Regions from separate parts of the Mus musculus genome. Here region 1 is linked to region 2. A link is a contact called in public HiChIP or PLAC-seq data. All regions are on one chromosome and are shown on one strand. Each heading gives the region's core, a stretch centred on a gene start, on an enhancer-like site or on the middle of the called end of the contact. The rest is flanking DNA. Distances are from core to core; before and after follow the strand shown.

What was found. HiChIP or PLAC-seq counts read pairs in DNA pulled down with a chosen protein or histone mark.
Region 1: a contact with region 2 is called in an H3K4me3 HiChIP or PLAC-seq map of forebrain, with 5 times the contacts expected there. The contact joins two enhancer-like sites. A contact is called at or near these places in 1 of 15 datasets of contacts at CTCF or cohesin (large pre-B cells), 6 of 484 Hi-C or Micro-C datasets (the HPC-7 cell line, bone marrow-derived macrophages, cardiomyocytes and 3 more) and 5 of 115 datasets of contacts at active chromatin or transcription factors (SST interneurons, embryonic stem cells, forebrain and 1 more).

Annotation. Positions count from the first base shown.
Region 1 is chr5:65,173,849-65,178,295 of GRCm38.p6, reverse strand. No RefSeq gene overlaps it. Among named protein-coding and RNA genes, the nearest start is that of Wdr19, 24 kb to the left of the region's middle. Within about 2 kb of position 2,470, at least 77 of the 459 cell types and tissues checked have an H3K27ac peak or open chromatin away from gene starts, as enhancers often do. A contact at or near this core is called in forebrain, where this site is marked.
Region 2 is chr5:65,001,535-65,005,354 of GRCm38.p6, reverse strand. The region is part of intron 3 of Fam114a1 (family with sequence similarity 114, member A1); the gene reads right to left. All of the region lies in intron 2 of Gm32374 (a long non-coding RNA gene), which reads left to right. Among named protein-coding and RNA genes, the nearest start is that of Gm32374, 17 kb to the left of the region's middle. Within about 2 kb of position 1,669, at least 37 of the 459 cell types and tissues checked have an H3K27ac peak or open chromatin away from gene starts, as enhancers often do. A contact at or near this core is called in forebrain, where this site is marked.

The DNA.
Region 1 (4,447 bases), core at 1,221-3,720, 170 kb before region 2:
ATATTTCACATTTTTCTTTTTCTTTTGTTTTTGTTTTGATTTTTTGAGACAGGGTTTCTCTGAGTAACCCTGGCGTTTTACTTTAGATTGTGACCAATATCTTGAGGAGCGTTTATAAATGTATCCTTGTTATTATATAAAATCACCGTTGTCTTGAACAGGTTATCACAGGCACTCTGTGTTCATGAGCTGCAATGATCACGGTGTGCCTGGAAGAGAGTAGTCCTTAAAACCTATGTGTATGCATATACTGTGTGTGTGAGGATGCATGCATATATGCACATGTGCATGCCCTACTGCATGTGTAGAGGTGAGAGGACAAATTTGGGGACTTGGTTCTCTCCTTCCAGGATGTGGATTCTGGGAGTCAAACTCAGGGCCTTGGTGACAAGCAAGCATCTTGCTAAACCATCTCACCACCCCTTCTTACACTCTTTCTGTTCCCTCCTCTAGGAGGTACCCTGAACCTTGGAGGGGTGATACAAATTTCCTACTCAGGCCCAAGCATTCAAAGGCCACTTATTTTCAGCTCAGAGTCTGCTGTAACCACCGCCCACTGTAAAAGGTAGCTTCTCTGGCCAAAGCCGGGAGCAGCACTGATCTAAGACTGTAAACTTCCGATATGTAGAAGGCAGCATGTGACAGGCACAGGACCCACTTAAATCAATAGATTTCTCAGTAGGGCTTATGGCATCTCCAGCCACGGCTTTTGATGAGGTTATAGTACCTGGCATAGATTCCCTCTCCTGGAGCAGTCTTTAACTCTAACCGGAGAGACACTGCTAACTCTATAATAGTCACGCTAGCAATAGGCTCTTGGTCTCATAGGCGCATCTTGTTAGTAGTGAGTGTGCAGGGTCCACGGCTGGGTTAAGACTTGATGACATTCCTCCCCAGCAGCCCGTAGCACCTTCCAGCACTCTGGAAGCCAGCCAGCTGGGAGAAAGCTTCTGGCTCAGCTCCAACTCTACTTCTTCTCTTTGTCCTTGTGATGACCATTTCTTGTTTTGACTGTTTCAGATTCCACGTGTAACACATTAACTCTCTCAACACGCAAATATTGAGTAAAATGTCAATACACTTGAAAATGTGTGAGGAAAGGAAACAGACGTCTGTTAATATTCCTGCCGAAAGTGGTCCACGTGATTCTTTCAGTAGGTTGAGAGGAAGGGCAGACGGGCTGGGTAAATGGGGCCTGTCTGCAGACTGCAGCCAGACGTTACTGCAGCCTCCTACAGGCCTCCACATATTTTGGAGTCATGGCATGGTGGTACACAGTTTTTATCCTAGCACTCAGGAGGCAGAAGTAGGCAGATCTCTTTGAGTTACAGACTGGCCAGGACTACTGAGGTGGTTTTGTTCTCCTCCTCCTCCCTCTTTTTCATTACTACCCTTAATTTTACTTTAAAAAGATTTCTACTTTAAATTCTGTATATACATGCATGGAAGATTTCTACTTTAAATTCTGTATATACATGCATGGAAGATTTCTACTTTAAATTCTGTATATACATGCATGGAAGATTTCTACTTTAAATTCTGTATATACATGCATGGAAGATTTCTACTTTAAATTCTGTATATACATGCATGGATGTGGATGGATTGCGTGCAGGGCGTGTACATGTTTGTGAATACAGGGGCCTGCAGAGGTAGAACAGGGCTGGGGATCCTCCAGGGCTGGAGTTACAGATGGCTATGAGGCACTGGTGTGAGTGCTGGGAACTGAACCCAGTATGTGCTCTTAAGCCATCTCTCCATTTCCTTACCCTCAGTTTTAAACAATAATTCCAGATTTCTTTAACAGTAGGATTGGTATGTAAAATAACAAATGGTCTGATCTTTCTCTCTCTCCTCTCTCTCACACACACACACAACACACACCCTCTGCATATGTACAACACTGCCATCATCCCTGACTGCCCCTTACTTCCTGATGATGGCACTGGTCTGGCTTTCCCATCCCCCCACTCATACTTTCCAGCCCTCTCCCAGCCTGCCTCCATCCCCAGCACACGAAGAGTAAAACCTCTGGGACTCTCTTAATTAACCCTGCACTCCGCTCCCTTGGGTGTGACTCAGCCCAAACACCACAGCTCCTCCATATCTATGTTCGTTCGTACAAAGGGAGTGAGGTCCTATATGAGAAGGCAGAACAGGTACACGCTAACCACAAATACGAATATAGGAACGCGTGCTAAATAAAAACGAATATAAAACACCCTCCAGTAAGCTCTGAATGAACTAACATGTGGTCCTCTCCTTTGCTTTATGATCGATTTGTGTGTAAGACATATGCCCTCCTACCCTTTAGCTCAGCGCCTGTATTGATCTAAGGTTTCTGAGGTAAAGGAATTCTCCGTTGGATTAACGCCTTCCCTTCCATCCTCCGCAGCTTTGCCACCGTGTTTCCAATACAGAATCCAGTAAGTAGGTCAGCGTTGCCAAACCTGTCACGTGGCATTTTCTCTCTGCCGTTCTCACAGGGTGCAGCTATTCTTGTGGCGCCCAGAGACAGCTCTCTGCACAGCAGCGTCTCACTAGCCTTCCTCGCTCCAGCTGCCGTGGAGCCACGACTCGGCTGGCCACAAAACCGATTCCATCCACACCGTTGTTAAACTCTGCTAATCCTATATTTACAAAGCTGTGTAACTTTAACTAGAGTTTCACAACATGCACCCCAGTCCCACTCATCTCCCCGTCCCCCCATATCTGCCCGCCACCCTTGCAACCTCCCCCTTAAGAAAAAATTAAAAAGCCACACAAACAAAACAGAACAAAAAACATAGAAAGCATCTCATGGTGGAAGCTGTAGTGTGTCACAGTGTGTCCCACAGTATCTTCCCTTGCAATGAATCACTGCTCTGGTTCCGGCTTCTGTGACATCATCAACATTGAATCCTCATCAGGACTCTTCCTGGTCATCCTGTTGTTGCCCTGTGTCCCGGAGATCCTGCAGCTTTGGGTCATCAGGGCCCGCCCCTTCACGCTCTCCGACAGGTCACAGGTGATGTAGATTTCGGAGTGGGCCAACTCAAAGCTGTGGGGCTGGGCCTGGGTGTTCGCTGAGCTGCTCAACCCGCTGCCTCTCCCGCATCTGCACCACAAGGGCAAGCTCTCCAGCACTGCTCCAGCTAAGCCACCCAGTGTTGCCATTGGCAGGAGGCAGAGGCAGAGGCAGGGGCTCGCTCAAGCACATCCAGGCCTCCAGAACCAGCTCCACTGTGTTGCCCAGATGAGGTGCAGGGCCGGCTCTCCTGAGTGTTGCAGCCAGTGTGGGATAGGGCATGTTCTGTACAGCCCTTGGACATCTATGTGGTCCCAGGCAGCTTCCCAGACCAGGGATGTCCCATGGTTTTTAGTGGTAATACAAGCCACAGATATCTACATTGACCCCTGGCGTGGAAATTTTTAGTTTCTTTAACAACTCAGCTGTGTCACATGATAATTTTCTGGAAGCTGTCTTGTGGGAGGGCAGGTGATGTTTTGCTGAAAACAGACACTTGAGAGGGTGCGTGATGTTTAAGAAGAATAGAAATGGAACCCCACACACAGTGAGAGGATGCTCTTGCATACACTGTGTGATGCTTCACTGGTCTTTGCTGGTCTTTACTGGTCTTTGCCGGTCTTTACCGGTCTTTGCTGGTCTTCACTGGTCTTTGTTGGTCTTCACTGATCTTCATTTCACCAAAGAACTTCTCATGGTATTCCAGCTGCTTCTGGCTGCTTCTGTTGACTCTCGCAGATTCAGCGGAGCCTTGCGGTTTCTTCTGGATCTAGCCATCACTGCTGATTCATGTTTGGTGTTTGCTATTGGACTGGACTGCTGACATCCTGACAATGAAGGGTGGAATCGCCCCCAAAGAACTACTTCCAAACAGGTCCATAACCCCCTTTTCCTATTAACCTTTCTCCCCTACTCCTTGTTGGAGGACTAGAAGGGAAGTTGAAGCATTTAAGAACCCTAAATAAAATATGTTTTTTTATTACATATTTTCCTCAATTACATTTCCAATGCTATCCCAAAAGTCCCCCATACCCTCCCCCCCCACTTCCCTACCCACTCATTCCCATTTTTTTTGGCCCTGGCGTTCCCCTGTACTGGGGCATATACAGTTTGCGTGTCCAATGGGCCTCTCTTTCCAGTGATGGCCGACTAGGCCATCTTTTGATACATATGCAGCTAGAGTCAAGAGCTCCGGGGTACTGGTTAGGTCATAATGTTGTTCCACCTATAGGGTTGCAGATCTCTTTAGCTCCTCCGGTACTTTCTCTAGCTCCTCCATTGGGAGCCCTGTGATCCATCCAATAGCTGACTGTGAGCATCCACTTCTGTGTTTGCTAGGCCCCGGCATAGTCTCACAAGAGACAGCTACATCTGGGTCCTTTCGATAAAATCTTGCTAGTGTATGCAATGGTGTCAGCTTTTGGAAGCTGATAATGGGTT
Region 2 (3,820 bases), core at 420-2,919:
TATGTATAAACCTATGTATAATATGTTCCTAGGATTATATGTATGGTGGCATATAATCCTAACACTCAGGGGGCTGAGGCAGGAGGATGGCAAGTTTGAGTCTAGCCTAGTCTGCATAAGATTCTAGGTCAGTGTGGGCTACTTAGCAAGATCGTGTCTCTAAACAAAACAAAGCCCTCCAAACAAACAAATAAAAAAATAACACTACAGTTCCTCAAACGTACACCATGAAAGGTCTTGAGCTGACAGCTCTAAATCAAAGGGTCACTCAGTGGGGAAATTGGGAAGGAGTAGCAGTCCAAAGTAGGCTGAAGGTCACGGACTCCATCAGACTAATAGCACCTGTATTTCCAAGAAGGGACAGTCTTTATTTCCAAGACACTGGCACAGTTGGGATTCGGTAAGGAGTACAGAGCAGACCTTCCCACTCATTGGGTAAAAACCAACCCTTGACTTGATAGAAAAGAGTCTTCTATTTCATCCACAGACAGCTTGACACCCTGCACTAAGATGGGGTAAGCCTTTCTTAGACAGGAGGAAGGGATCAAAGCACTGGTAGACCACTGCGGTCCTCATGGCTACTGGAGTTCTAGAAGGAAAAACAGCCTGTGCCCCCTCCATCTGGGTGCCTGCTACCTGCCGTGGCATGTAAGGAGAAAGGAAGCACGCATCCTGGGACCCTGGGTTGTTCAAACACGAGGCAGTGGTAACCAAGTCAAAGGAAGACACCAGAGTCAACTAGAACCAGTCAGAATTACAAAACACTGTTCAAATGACTGTTCATCCATCTCTTGAGTTAGAGGAAGACACAGATGAGACTCATACATACTCAAAAGAGTAGTATTTTGGATCTGATATCAATGCATAGAACCCTGTGGAAATCTAGGTGTGGTGGCATGAGTTTGTAGCCTCAGAGCTGGGGACATAGAGACAGATACATCCCTGGGGCTTGACATCCAGCCGTTGTAACTGAATCAGTAAATTTCAGGCCAAGTGAGCCATGCTGTTTCAAAAGGCAAGGCAGACACAATCCTGAGGAATACCCTTTGACTTTCGAGGTTAGCCTTTGGCCTCTGCACATACTCACACATGCACCCCCACATACACACAGAAGGCCGATTTCTCAGTTCTAACCTGATTTATCAAAGCAACACAGGCAATGGTATTTACTGGCTTCTTCCAACGAAAGCTATTTGTCATCATATATTACCTACAAACCCTGAAAACTTAGGAAACATGATTTACAGCTTTAATTACAATAGAAATATGTGCCTACACTCATGCAGATAATTAAACACAGCTCAAACTCATTACTGAGTTACTCGGAAAAAAAAAAAAAAACAAACTGCTAAGCCGAAGACTTAATTATAAGCTTTCAATCTGACTCGAATTAATTCTTTCTAGCCTCCAAAGAATTCCAAACATTTCAATGGAATCTCATCGAAATTTCAGCAAACACTTAAGTCGTTGGCTTCATATTCTTCAAGGTAGTTTAAAAACAACAACAACAACATCCACACAGACTTTCCAAAAGGAGACTGCAGAATTCTCCACGCATAATTCACAGCTATAGATTTCTGAGAGCCAAAGTCAGGGAATAAGTGATCTCTGGAGGCACAGCTTGCTCAGCTCTGGGGCTCAGCGGCGCTCACACTCATTATTAGCTCTTTAATCTTCCGGGGCCTTACATCCCCCTCTTTGACTTCCTCCACAGTAGGTTAGTCTTGTCTGTTTCTCTGTTGGGAGAGCTGCTTCTCATCTTGGCCAGTCTGTAGTCCCAGCACTTGGAAAGCAGAGGAAGGTAAGAGACTAGCCTCAGCTACCTAACAAGTCCAAGGCTTGCCTGGGCTACATGAGATACCGTCTCAAACAAAACAGCAAAGGGAAAAAAAGAACAAGCCTCCCACATGACCACAGACAAGTGTGCATAAACTGTCTCCAGAACTACCCCTTTGTTTTCGGAATGGAAGACAGTTTTCATGTGCATGCAGCTAAGATGTGTTTAAGCCGGCATTTCACCATGGTGCTATCTGTTCTCTGATTAACAATTCTAAGTTTTTTTGTAAGTAAAAGAAAGTACTTTCTGAATTTTCCTAGAAATTCAAATTTAAGCGTTATATTTACCTAAATATTGTGATTTTTTTTTAAATAGGTAGAGACTGCCACACCCTACTTAGCTGAGCCACTTCCAAAGCTTGACTTAGTGTGACATCTAGTGCCCAGATAAGGAAATCATAACAGAGCCACTGGGACTTTTATTTTTGACTAATGACTCCATTTCCAGAGGTTTCTACTAACAAGAAAAAGACAACAAATGTGTGTGACACTACTTGGTGTCGTTTGTGAAATAACTTCACACCACCACAAACCCTAAATATTCTAAAACATGGAAGGCTCCGGAATCCCAAGGCTCTGAGGCTGGGACTGGGTCTGGTTTTCAGGCTGCAGTAGGTGAGTGCTGGAAAGCCAAACCAGAAAACAAAACAAAACAAAACAAAACAAAAAAAAACACAAACAAACAAACAAACAAACAAAAAAAAACCCAGCAAACCCAAATCAAGACAAGAGGGCAAGAATGTCCCAAGAATGTTGCAGGACAGTGTCCTCTAAAAACATTCCATGGCCATCTGGCTTTTTAATTACCTGTGCTTACACGCTAAATGAAAGCAATCTAGACTGAAATCCGCCAAGGACATTGGTCCCACAATTTCTTAGCTGTGTGATGTTAACTTAGTTACCTAATTTGTCCGCGTGTCTCTGCTTCTGTGCTTTTTCTGCCATGAGAATTATAATATCGACCTTCCAAAATCTCTCCTCTATACCTTTAGGACATCCCAGACACTGTATTAAAGTGTCTACTTTTCTTAATAACACTGTGCTAAGAGATGTGTAATACCCCTTCCATAACTGAGAAAACTGAGGTCAATCAAAAGAACGTTATCTGCCAAAGGTCCCAAAGTTGGTAAGCGGGAAGCAGGATTTAAATCCAGTCCATCTGATGCCAGAACCAACATGTATAATCCCTTTGACATACTGAGGAAGTTTTATAGTTGAGAATGCCTTCTAACCTTGAAGGTCAGATCCTTGGTCAGGCTCTTCTTTAGAACACTTTGACTTATGCTAACCTGAACTTGAGTTGCCTCACCTTGACCACACAGCAAGGTGAAGTCCATGTTCGAAGTGTGGCCTTACTCTGGCTCTTGTATCCCAGTCATGCCTTGCACGGTCAGGGTTGATGTTCGGAATCACTCCCTGTACTGGAAGACGTGGGGATGCGGTTGGGTTGGGACCATGGGGTATGGGGTGATACCACACCCCAGTTCAATATTCTTCTTAAGTCCTCTTCTTGTGAATCCTATCAAATCCAAAGGCCCAGCCCATTGGGAGAGAGAGATGAAATAGCATACTTGTGGAGGCTGGGTCTCCGACCAGTGGTAAAGAGGAATAGCTGTAGCTCTAGACAGCATGATCGGGTAGCCCAAGGCTGCTTTCTGTTAGACATATTTGCCAATGGCAAGGGCTGCAGCTACGTCATGAGGAGGTCTCTTCCCATCTAAATTGCTTTCTTTTAAATATATTTCCTTCTTTTAAAAACAGTACATACAAAACAGACAAAACCATCAATTGGTTCTCTGATCTACGTGGCTGAATTTTCCCCTAATACGTTTTGAGGGAAATGGGTATAACATAAAATGTATCCTCTTAAGTGCTCCACTACACAGTTTCATGGAGCAGACACACCGCTAATGTCCACTTCCAGACCTCATTTGTACCCATTAGGCAGTAGCGCCTCCTCCCTCTACCTACCAGGCCCTGATAA